2 separate regions of the Mus musculus genome follow, and region 1 is linked to region 2. Evidence: chromatin contacts called from public HiChIP or PLAC-seq data. All regions are on one chromosome and are shown on one strand. Each heading gives the region's core, a stretch centred on a gene start, on an enhancer-like site or on the middle of the called end of the contact. The rest is flanking DNA. Distances are from core to core; before and after follow the strand shown.

Evidence for each region. HiChIP or PLAC-seq counts read pairs in DNA pulled down with a chosen protein or histone mark.
Region 1: an H3K4me3 HiChIP or PLAC-seq map of embryonic limb bud shows a contact between it and region 2, with 2.4 times the contacts expected there. The contact joins the enhancer-like site here to the promoter of Pigx in region 2. A contact is called at or near these places in 3 of 39 promoter capture datasets (the C10 cell line, the HPC-7 cell line and cranial neural crest), 7 of 115 datasets of contacts at active chromatin or transcription factors (the 230-238 cell line, embryonic limb bud, embryonic stem cells and 4 more) and 3 of 9 other capture datasets (adipose tissue, liver and pancreatic islet).

What each region holds. Positions count from the first base shown.
Region 1 is chr16:32,315,008-32,320,792 of GRCm38.p6, reverse strand. No RefSeq gene overlaps it. Among named protein-coding and RNA genes, the nearest start is that of Ubxn7, 14 kb to the left of the region's middle. Within about 2 kb of position 3,997, at least 2 of the 459 cell types and tissues checked have an H3K27ac peak or open chromatin away from gene starts, as enhancers often do. A contact at or near this core is called in embryonic limb bud, where this site is marked.
Region 2 is chr16:32,096,518-32,102,624 of GRCm38.p6, reverse strand. It overlaps Pigx (phosphatidylinositol glycan anchor biosynthesis, class X), which reads left to right and starts at 2,898. Exons shown (of 6, transcript NM_024464.3): 1 at 2,898-3,155; 2 at 5,562-5,625. The coding sequence starts at 3,056. Cep19 (centrosomal protein 19) reads right to left here and starts at 2,836. Exons shown (of 4, transcript NM_025892.3): 1 at 2,514-2,836.

The sequences.
Region 1 (5,785 bases), core at 2,748-5,247, 220 kb before region 2:
AACAAAAATATTTGTCTAAGGCTGGGCAGTGGTGGCACAGGCCTTTAGTCCCAACACTTGGGAGGCAGAGGCAGGCAGATTTCTGAGTTTGAGGCCAGCCTGGTCTACAGAGTGAGTTCCAGGACAGCCAGGGCTACACAGAGAAACCCTGTCTTGAAAAACCAAGAAAAAAAAAAAAAAAAAAAGAACCTGCCTTCCCAACACCGTTGACAATGGTATGTTAGAGGATACAATTACAATGCAAATCACTCCTTTTTTTAAAAAAGTCCCTTACCCTCATAATGGTGAGACCTGGATAAAGGTGAGTGTATCAGTCTACAATGCTGTGACCAAAACACCAGAGAGCTTAAAAAGAGGAATTGTTTGTTTCACAGTCTCAGGGGCTTAGTCTCTCTTCATCCCCTTAGTCCCCAAAGGTTCATGGCTTGGTTACTGTGATGGTTTATATATGCTTGGCCAAGGCAGTAGCACTCTTGTGGGGTGTGGCCCTGTTGGAGTAGGTGTGGCCATGGGTGTGGGCTTTAATACCCTCATCCTAGTTGCCTGGGATTGAGTAATCTGCTAGCAGTCTTCAGATGAAGATGTAGAACTCTCAGCTCCCTCTGTACCATGCCTGCCTGAATGCCACCATGTTCCCACCTTGAGATAGTAGACTTAACCTCTGAACCTGTAAACCAGCCCCAATTAAATGTTGTCCTTATAAGAGTTGCCTTGGTCAGCCGGGCGTGGTGGTGAACGCCTTTAATCCCAGCACTCAGGAGGCAGAGGCAGGCAGATTTCTGAGTTCGAGGCCAGCCTGGTCTACAAAGTGAGGTCCAGGACAGCCAGGGCTATACAGAGAAACCCTGTCTCAAAAAACCAAAAAAAAAAAAAAAAAAAGAGTTGCCTTGGTCATGGTGTCTGTACACAGCAGTAAAACCCTAACTGTTCTATTGTGAAGAAACACCATGACCTAGGCAACTCTTATGAAGTATTTAATTGAAGTCTTGCTTAGTTTAGAGGGTTAGTCCATGCCATGATCATGGCACGAAGCAAACAGACAAGGCACTGGAGCAGGAGCTGAGAGCTTTACATCCTGATCTTACGGCAGCAGGCAGAGAAAGTGACACTGGGCATGACATGGGGTTTTGAAACCTCTAAGTCTACCCCCAGGGACACACCTCCTCCAGGAAGGCCACACCTCTTTTTCTTTTGTTTTGTTTTGTTTTTGTTTTTGTTTTTTTTTTTTGTTTTTTGGTGTTTGTTTGTTTGTTTGTTTGTTTGGGTTTCTTTTGGTTTTTCGAGACAGGGTTTCTCTGTGTAGCCCTGGCTATCCTGGAACTCACTTTGTAGACCAGGTTGGCCTTGGGTGCCATACTTATTCAAACCACCACACCATCTCATAATGTAAAAATGCATTTACTTCATGAGATCCCGAAGCCCCAGTTCAAAAGTCTAACTTCAAAGACTCTGCTGAGACTCAAGGCAAAGACTTAGCTCTGAGTCCCTGAAATATCAAGATGAAAGTTTCAGGTGGCACATACCTGTAATCCAGCAGTAGGAGGGGAGGTGTAGAAAGAGTGCCTTGGATTCAAGGCCAGTCTTGTCTGCATAGGCCAGCAGAAAAAGAGAGAGAAGGAAGCTACATAGCAATGGGTAGCTAGTACATTCCTTTCAGAGTCCTTTGACAGCTTTATATATTAAAAAAAAAAAAAAGTCGGGGGGCTGGTGAGATGGCTCAGTGGGTAAGAGCACCGGACTGCTCTTCCGAAGGTCTGGAGTTCAAATCCCAGCAACCACATGGTGGCTCACAACCATCCGTAACAAGATCTGACGCCCTCTTCTGGAATGTCTGAAGACAGCTACAGTGTACTTACATATAATGAATAAATAAATCTTTAAAAAAAAAAAAAGTCATCAGCTGGGCAGTGGTGGCACATGCCTTTAATCCCAACACTTGGGAGTCAGAGGCAGATGGATTTCTGAGTTTGAGGCCAGCCTAGTCTACAGAGTGAGTTCCAGGACAGCCAGGACTACTCAGAAAAACCCTGTCTCGAAAAACAAAACAAAACAAAAGTCATGCCACCTGCCATCTCCCTTCTTAAAATAGGCACATTTCAGTGCCATAGTTGTCTACCACAGAGGTGAAACTAGTATCAACCAAAGAGGATCTTTTGGGACTCTCTGGGTCCCTGGCTCAATGGTGCAGGGCAGCAATCCAAGCTACTTGGGAGGCTAAGGCAGTAGATCTTCTCAGAAGCTCAGGCATTTGAAACTAGCCTGGTCAACATGCCTCATAAGAAAAACAAAACAAAACTGTGTGTCTTCTTTGTTGACTCAGGAATGGTTCGTTTTTGCTAGAACCCACAGAAGCCTCAGCTTACCTGTAGTTTCCTTCTGCCTTAGGGTTTCCATTGCTGGGAAGAGACACCATGACCAAGGCAACTCTTATAAAGGACAACATTTCAGAGGTTCAGTCCATTATCATCACGGTGGGAACATGGTGGCATCCAGGCAGACACAGTGCTGGAGAAGGAGCCAAGAGTTCTACATCTTGATCTGAAGGCAGTCAGGAGGAGACTGGCAGCTAGGAGGAAGCTCTCTCAAAGCCCTCTCTGACAGTGACACACTTCCTAACAATGCCACTCTCTGGGACAAGCGTATTCAAACCACCACACCTGCACTCAGCTGTAGTCTGCCATCCAGCCATTGACAACACCATCACATCTCAGTGATCCAGGTACAGTCATAGTAGACAATGCTCCTGACCTCTTGTCAGGAAGTCAACAGTATTAAGTTTTATAATTAAGAATGTGTGTGTGCATAGGAAAAATATATAGTTTGGACAGGGTTGAATGGTAGGCATCTGTAGCTTTAAACATCTACTGGTGATTTGTAATATATTTCCTTTGATTAAGGGAAACTGCTATGTTAATAAGAGATATGTCTGCCTTATCCTAAAGATTTTTTAATGAGGGGATTAGGACCTCTATGTAGCCCTGGATGGCGTGGAACTTTCTATGTAGACCAGGCTAACCTAGAACTCACAAAGATCCATCCACCCATGCTCTACTAAAATGTTACCTCTAATGTTTTTATGTTTGGCCGGGCAGTGGTGGCGCACGCCTTTGATCCCAGCACTTGGGAGGCAGAGGCAGGCAGATTTCTGAGTTCGAGGCCAGCCTGGTCTACAAAGTGAGTTCCAGAACAGCCAGGGCTACACAGACAAACCCTGTCTCGAAAAAAATGAAAACAAAACAAAACCAAAAAACCCAGTGTTTTTATGTTTGTTTGTTTTATGTGTGGGGCAGGTATGTGTGTACCACAACATACATTTGGAGGTTAGAGACAGGTCCTTTCTCTCATGCCATATACCTAGGAATTAGATCAAGCTCAGGTTTTCAAGCTTGGTGGCAAGCACCTAATCCCACTGAGCCACCTTGCTGGCCCACTAAAAATTACATATTTATGTATAGCTGGACTTGGAATCCAGTGCTACACACATACTAAGCAAGTGTTCTCAGCCCTTCTTTTCCTTTTGCTTTTGCTTTTGTTTGGTTAGTTGGTTGGTTGGTTGAGACAGGGTTTCTCTGTATAGCCCTGGCTGTCCTGGAACTCACTTTGTAGACCAGGCTGGCCTGGAACTCAGAAATCCGCCTCCCTCTGGCTCCCAAGTGCTGGGATTAAAGGCGTGCGCCACTACACTCCGATCCTTTTCCTTTTGAAACAGGGCCTCATTAAGTTGACCAGGCTGGCCTTGAACTCAGTTATCCAGGCAGGCTTTGGACTCTGCTCCTTCCTTCTGCCTCAGCCTCCAAGGTAGCTTTCCAAAGAGTGGCTGCGCCATGAGGCTGGGCAGTTGCTGGCTTTTTATTTTTAGATGGGCTGGCCTCAAGCTTTGATTCCCTTTTCTTGGCCTCCCAAGTGCTAATTATAGGATGCATAACCATCCTACCAGATCTAAAGTTGCTAATTCCTCTCCCCAGTACCTGGGGGCTAATAAAAACTGTAAAGTTTTATTCTTCAGAGCCCATCCAGATGGCTTGATTAGTTAGGGTTTCTATTGCTGCAGTGAAACACCCTGGGTAGAAGCAGCTTGTGGAGGAAAAGGTTCATTTCATCTCACAGCTTGCAGTTCATTAGGAAAGTCTAGGCAGGAGCCTGGGGGCAGAAACTGAAGCAAAGGCCATCGAGGAACAGTGTTTACTGCCTTGGTCCTCAAGGCATCCCCAGCCGACTTTTTTTTTTTAAGATTTATTTATTTATTTAATGTATATGAGTATGCTGTATGTCTTTAGACATGCCAAAAAAGGGCATCAGAGTCCATTACAGATGGTTGTGAGCCACCATGTAGTTGCTGGGAATTGAACTCAGGACCTCTGGAAGTGCAGCCAGTGCTCTTAACTACTGAGCCATCTCTCCAGCCCCTCAGCCTGCTATCTTAGACCATCTAGGACCACCTGCCCAAGGGTAGCATTGGCCACAAAGTGCTGGACCCTCCCACATCAGTCACTAAGTAAATGCCCCACAAACCAATCCTATGTGACATTTTCTCAATTGTGGTAGTTCTTGGGTAACTCTCCCTTGTGCCAACTAGACAAAAAGCAAACAAGCAATCAGGACACCAAACTACCGTTTTTTAATAGCAGTTTGTGAAGCTATACCAGTTTGAACTATATAGTAAGCCCACCTAAAGCGCTGCACTACCAGATTTGCCCTCAGTTTCTCCCAGTTCCCAACAAAAACCTAAACCACCAAACCCCAAAGGCTAGGGGACTGGAAAGATGGTTCAGCAGTTAAGATCACTGTCTCTTCTAGAGTTCCAGGTTCTATTCCAGCACCCACATAGCAGCTCACAATCACCTATAACTCCAGTTCCAGGGAATCTGATGACCTACTCTGGCTTTTCAGGCACCAGGCAGGCATATGTATATGCAGTCAGAACACTCATAAATAGAAAATAAATAACTCAAATTCAAAGTCTTTTTTTTTTCTTTTGTTTTTTGAGATAGGGTCTCAGTAGATAGCCCTTGCTGGATTTGAACTCCCTATGTTATGTAGTCCAGGCTGGCCTAGAACTCAAGAGATCTGCCTCTGTCATCTGGGTGCGGGGACTAAAGACAGGCACTGAGATGCTAAAGCTTTTAAATTCAGACTCCATTTTAGAGAATCTGACCTAAGTTTGAACTCAGGTACACTAACAGGTTGGTACCTAGCTAGCATTAGTTTTCAAGTTGCCCCACCCCCACCAGAACCTGAGCCTAACTCCAGTCTCTAGGCTAATCCCCAACAAGACCAGTGTCTCCAGATTATTCCCCCAACAAAGCTGCACCAGAGGTTACAAACCTACCCCCTGCCTAAGGACCACCAATGTGGAGAGGAACAGAAGTTAAGTTTATGTTATGACTCCCAGCACCAGCCAATTATGTTAAAGGCCACAGGAGCTTTCCAATTAGATGCTTGCACACGTATTCCCTGCCTGCTGTTTGCTATAAAGCCTTGATCCATAGACATTCGGGGCTCCCCCACCACCAAAACTGTCCTGCGTGACAGTAGTGTGGTAGTTGGGGAAGTGGGGGGCCTCGAGCTAGCTTGAATAAAGACCCTGCTGTGAGTTGCATCAGATTGGCTCCTGTGTGTGTTTTTGGGGATCACTAACATTTCCCTGGCACAACAGCACCACATTAAAAGAATCAGTTGAGGGGGGGAGGGTATGGGGAACTTTTGGGATAGCATTTGAAATGTAAATGAAGAAAATCCCTAATAAATTAAAAAAAAAAAGAATCAGTTGCATGGCTTTTAAAAA
Region 2 (6,107 bases), core at 1,649-4,148:
GCACAGGCCTTAGAGAGCAGCATGCTGAGCAGGAGCCTCGGTGCGCATTAGTAGTCCTTCTGCTTTCACTCTAGACAGAGGAGCAGTCATGGTGGTGGCTCCGATGCAGACCACAGTATCCCTCTGCATGAGGGGTTGTGTCATGATTGCTGCAAACATCCTTGCCTCACATCTGGCTGCTCACTTCCGGACTCACCTGGACACGCCCTCATTGTGCTGCTCCGGGTGTTCCGTGTTATAACATGAGGCTCATTAAAAGACGGTTAAAGTGGCCTTTTCTTTCCTGCTTTTGATCGTTAGTGTTAGGAGACCAGACTGAGCTATCAGCACAAGGAAGAAGAGATGGTAAAACTGGCACACTGGTAGCAGCTTCCATCCTGACAGTAGCAGTTGAAGCCCCAAGAGGGCAACAGAAGGTCCCAGAGAGTAAGTAACCAAAGTGGAAACACTGGAGTAGAGGCAGCGGAAGTTATGAGAACTAGATGCTGAAGAGTTTCAGGAAGCTTCCGGGCCTTAAGCGATACTACTAGCCATTGTAGGAATGGAGTGTCACAACTGTAGTCCAGCAGATGTTGTCTTCTGGTGGCACTCACAGCTGCTGGACGAGGGGCATTACAGTATCTGGCAAATGCTTGCCAAATGGATGCTAATAGCATCTGACCTGAGCACCCAGAGCCATGCGTCACTAGCGTCTAAATCAGGAGGCCTAAGTCCCTACCTCTCAGTGTCTGGAACTGTCATCATCTAACGTGCTAGTCCAGGCCTTGGACACTCAAGGGCCTGGGAACTTCTACTCATGATTTCTATCCAGCTAGAGCAAACTGACCCCAGTCAGCTGACAACATAAGGATCAATAGCGAAACATAAGGATCAATAGCGAAAATGGCAGATCTGAAAGGCATCGTTCCTTATGCCTGTAATCTCAGAACTCAGAAGGCCAAAACAGCAAGATTGCCCTGAGTTCCAGGACAGCTGTTTGGGAACTCTGGTCCCTTACTTCTCAAAAAAAAAAAAAAGGGGGGGTGGGGGGGTTTGTAGGTAATCAGCCTCTCCACATTCAAAACAGTAATGTTTGTTTGGCTTTTACCTCTGCTCATTTGTCCTACTATAGTATTTTTCCAGGTATAAGAAACCCAGACATGGGCTGGTGAGATGGCTCAGTGGTTAAGAGCACTGACTGCTCTTCCAAAGGTCCTGAGTTCAAATCCCAGCAACCACATGGTGGCAAACAACCACCCGTAATGAGATCTGATGCCCTCTTCTGGTGTGTCTGAAGTATACTTATGTATAATAATAATACAGTATACTTATGTATAATAATAAATAAATCTTTAAAAAAACCAGATATTTTCAGATTAATACTTTCTGCTCTCTCTTTCCATCTCTACCCTCAGTGGCAAAGTACACTTAATTACAAGAATTGCTTAGGGCTGGCGGGATGGCTCAGTGATTAAGAGCACCAACTGCTCTTCTGAAGGTCCTGAGTTCAAATCCCAGCAACCACATGGTGGCTCACAACCATCCGTAATGAGATCTGACGCCCTCTTCTGGTGTGTCTGAAGACAGCTACAGTGTACTTACATATAATAAATAAATAAATCTTAAAAAAAAAAGAAAAATAGGAATAAAAGTGAGAGAAAGAGAAAATGAAATGTTCATCTAACTTCTATTCTTTTTTCTAGCTATATGTATGTCACATACATATATGCATAAATATAAATACATATATAGACTACAGTTTAGTTTTATCTCATACATACGGTTTCCTGTATTAAATGCAAATTTTATGGTTGCTAGGTAGATTTATCATATAGGATCACAGTCTGTATTCTCACCCTACTGACAGATGTGAGATTTTTACTCCTATGAGGTCAACCATAATAAAGTGCTGCCTTTCACATTGCTGGGCTTTGCCTTTGATCTGAGCCAATGCCCAGACACTATTCCCAGTTCACCTCACTAGAGTGTGATGTCAGTAAACTTTCCAGACACTATATGGTCTACAAACATAAGCAAAGGGCCACACTTGTGAATAGAGTCGATAATAACGTAAGGTCTTCACTAAAGAGTTTTCCTTTTAATTTATTATTATTATTGTTGTTGTTGTTTCAAGTCAGGATTTTCTGTGAAGCTCTCGCTGCCCTGGATTCACTCTGTAGACCAGGCTGGCCTCAAACTCAGAGATCTGACCGCCTCTACTTCCCGGGTGCTGAGATTAAAAGCATACACCACCACTACCTGGCCTTTTTTTTTTTTTGTTTTTGTCCATATTTCTTAATAGCATGTTTGTAGTGCTATATTACACTATCCTCCCACTTTCGAGACCCCATAACCTGCCTGCCGTTCAGCACCAGCACTAGGTCAGCTAACGCACTGGGAGGAATGACATTACATTTACCTAATGTATTTTTACCTGATATACTTTTCCTACTAGAGATTTGTTCCCCACAACACCGAAGGGAATACTGAGGTCCCGATTCATGTCCTCACCAATGCAAGGCGACCCTACTTACCCTTGAAGAAGTACAGGAAGTGCACATCTGAACAGCAGTGAGGGGGTGGTTTCCATCCTACTGCACTGCACAGAGGAGCTTAGGTCGACTTTGAGGCGAGGTGGAGCCTGACGCTGCAGGAAACGGCGATAGCCATAGCCTACAGGAATAACCATGGGGTGAACTCAGAGGCAGGGGGCTCAGCCCGCACGCATCCGGTTGTGGGCAGGAAGCGGGGCTGAGCGCGGGGAGTGCGGTCCTAAGGCAGCTCGCCCGGTCCAAGGGCCCACCTAGGCGCCCCGAGGATCGTTCCCAAGGCAACAGAAGGCTCTCAATTTGCGCTTGCGCAGCCTCTCGCCCCGCCCCGGCCGGGATGACGAGGGGCGGGGCCAGGGGGCTGGCCTCTCCGGAACCTGGAGTTGTAGGGAGATCCTAGGGTGGAAGTGTTAGCCGAGTTCTGTTCGGGTCATCGGGAAAGGTGAGCGCGCGCTCAGCGTGCTCAGATTCCTTCGGTGACCGCAGCTTGCCCCGAGCGCCCCTTTCGGGCGTCGGGCTCCGGCGTCCTGGCTGCCGGCGCTGTGGCCTGGCTGCTCCTTTGGGCAGCCTGGCTGGTCGGCAGGCTCGCCGCGGACTTCAGCGACGCCCCTTTCAGCGCTGGTAAAGGTCAGGGGGCTGAGCGAGTGTGTGCGGAGCTGGGGCGGAGGTGGGGAGCACCCGCGGCGCCTGGGGTACCCGAGGCCGGAGGAAGTTAGCAACAAAGGCCCTGTGCGCCCTTCCCTCCTTGTGATCTTTGCTGGGGGTCCCATCCCGGGCTTCAGAGCCGGGCTTTGTCTTTCCAAGGCGGGACTGGCCACGCTGTGACCCAAGTACGAAACAAGTACAGCAAGCCACGAAGTATCTTGGGGTGCTTATGGTTCCCCTGAAGATGCCTTGTGCTGCCTGAGAGGCAGTGAACCCTCGGCATCCAGCGAAGTGTGAGAATGCCCAAACAGCATGTATGGGAGAAGGGGTGAGGTGATGTGTTGTGTGACATACTTCCCAGGGACACACGCACGCACGCACACACGCACAACCTGCTCACTCCAGAAAGGTAACCTTTGTACCAGTGTCCAGTTTGGTAAACCAATGATTTTTTTTTTTTAATTGGGGCTACTATTAGAAATATGGGTGAGGGGCTACTTACTAGAAGCAAGGATAACTCAAAAGAAGCTGCATCAGTAGAAAGATAAAATGGGTGAGTCCTGAAAACTGCAACCCTGGAGCTCACTAAGCGACTTCCAGACAGCTCTTCAGTCCTAACACTAGTTTCCCCCCTCCCATCTCTTTTTCTCTGCAGTTTGCCCCCAGCAACTGTTGACTCGCTTTTATATTGTAGGACCCTCAAGCGTCTCCCAACTGCTTATTCTCCTGGCTTCATGTTGCTGAGTAACAGGTTTATCAGTGATTCACACTCTTATTTTAATGTTCTTCCCACACATTTCTTGCCAGTGTTTTAGAGCAGGGTACCTGGCTACTGAACCTTTAGGGTTTGTTTGTTTCTTAATATTTGATACTTGAGAAATGGTCTTTCTTGGAACTTGGTATGTAGACCAAACTGAGTGCTGGAACCAAAGGTGGTGCCATCTCACCAGTCTTGAACTTTTAGTCACTGAGTAATAATAGTTTTAGTGAATCATTTTATGAAGATTTCTGCTTATTCCAAGTGTGTAAGTGAACTCACTGAATCTTCATGTGCCCCTCATTTTCTTGCCTTTTTTTTTTTAAAAAAAAAGCCTCTCCCAACATCTTCACAAAGTATCAGTGTACAATCTTCCCAGACTTGTAGACACGGGCATAAGAATACAGAAGTTGCTGTGTTGCTGTATCACGTATCAGACATGATTTAGTGAGCCAGAATAGTGTCTTAAGATCACATGAACAAGCCGGGAGTGGTGGCGCACGCCTTTAATCCCAGCACTCTGGAGGCAGAGGCAGGCGGATTTCTGAGTTCAAGGCCAGTCTGGTCTACAGAGTGAGTTCCAGAACATCCAGGGCTACACAGAGAAACCCTGTATTAAAAAAAAAAAAAAAAATCACATGAACAAAATCCTTTGTGTATGGAGCACTTTTTTGACTGCTTCTACATGTATTAAATGCCTGGGACAGCCACAGAGAGGCCTGGTCTACTTCAGAGGCACAGCTATTACATCATGGAAAGCTGACAAGCCGACTCCAGTGGCAGAGATTCTCAGCCTCACTGATGTACTGCCAGAAGTAGATCTCTATGGAGCTCAACCTGCGTACATTTAAATTTTTTAAATATTTTTTATTAGGTATTTTCCTCATTTACATTTCCAATGCTATCCCAAAAGTCCCCCATACCCTCCCCCCCACTCCCTTACCCACCCACTCTCACTTTTTGGCACTGGCGTTCCCCTGTACTGAGGCATATAAAGTTTGCACGACCAATGGGCCTCTCTTTCCACTGATGGCCGACTAGGCCATCTTTTGATACATATGCAGCTAGAGACAAGAGCTCCGGGGGGTACTGGCTAGTTCATATTGTTGTTCCACCTATAGGGTTGCAGATCCCTTTAGCTCCTTGGGTACTATCTCTAGCTCCTCCATTGGGGGCCCTGTGATCCATCCAATAGCTAACTGTGAGCATCCACTTCTGTGTTTGCTAGGCCCCGACATAGCCTCACAAGAGACAGCTATATCTGGGTCCTTTCAGCAAAATCTTGCTAGTGTATGCAATGGTTTCAGCGTTTGGAGGCTGATTATGGGATGGATCCCTGGATATGGCAGTCTCTAGATGGTCCATCCTTTTGTCTCTGCTCCAAACTTTGTCTCTGTAACTCCTTCCATGGGTGTTTTGTTTCCAATTGTAAGAAGGGGCAAAATGTCTACACTTTGGTCTTTGTTCTTCTTGAGTTTCATGTGTTTTGTAAACATTTAAATTTTTTACCTTGCGCTGTTAGGTGGTTAGACTTTTCTAGCAAGTAAAGCCGACTAGAGTAGTTATTTTCTAACTATTTAAGATTTCTCTCCCTGTGTGTATTTTCATTTGTAATGTCTTGATTTTTATAGGTGTAAGGGCCACTTGTTCTGAAATTATTTTAAGGCAAGAATTTTTGAAAGATGGTTTCCACAGGTAGGTTGCCCACTGATTTCTACTTATATTAAACAACTGCCTAATAATTATGGATAAACTGAACATTTGTTTCCTTTTTTTCTTTTTTTTTTTTTTTGCTTGTTTGTTTTGAGACGAGGTCTCATATAGCCCAGACTGGCCTCAAACTTGCCATGTAGCTTGGGATAACCTCAAACTCTTGATCCTCCTCTCATTCACCCCAGGGCTGAATTACAGATGTACGCCACTGAGCCTGGCTTTCTTAAAGTTACAGAGTAACAGATTTGTCATATGTGGTTCATATATTGAAGTGATTAAATGATTAAAATAATGGTGGATTAATAATTGCTTACTGTGTACATATATATGTGTAATTTTACTTTTAAGAAATGAAAGACGAGCCTACAGTGGTGGCCACGCCTTTAACCCGAGCACTTTGGAGGCAGAGGCAGGCGGATCTCTGAGTTCGAGGCCAGCCTGGTTTATGAGTGTGGTTTATTTTC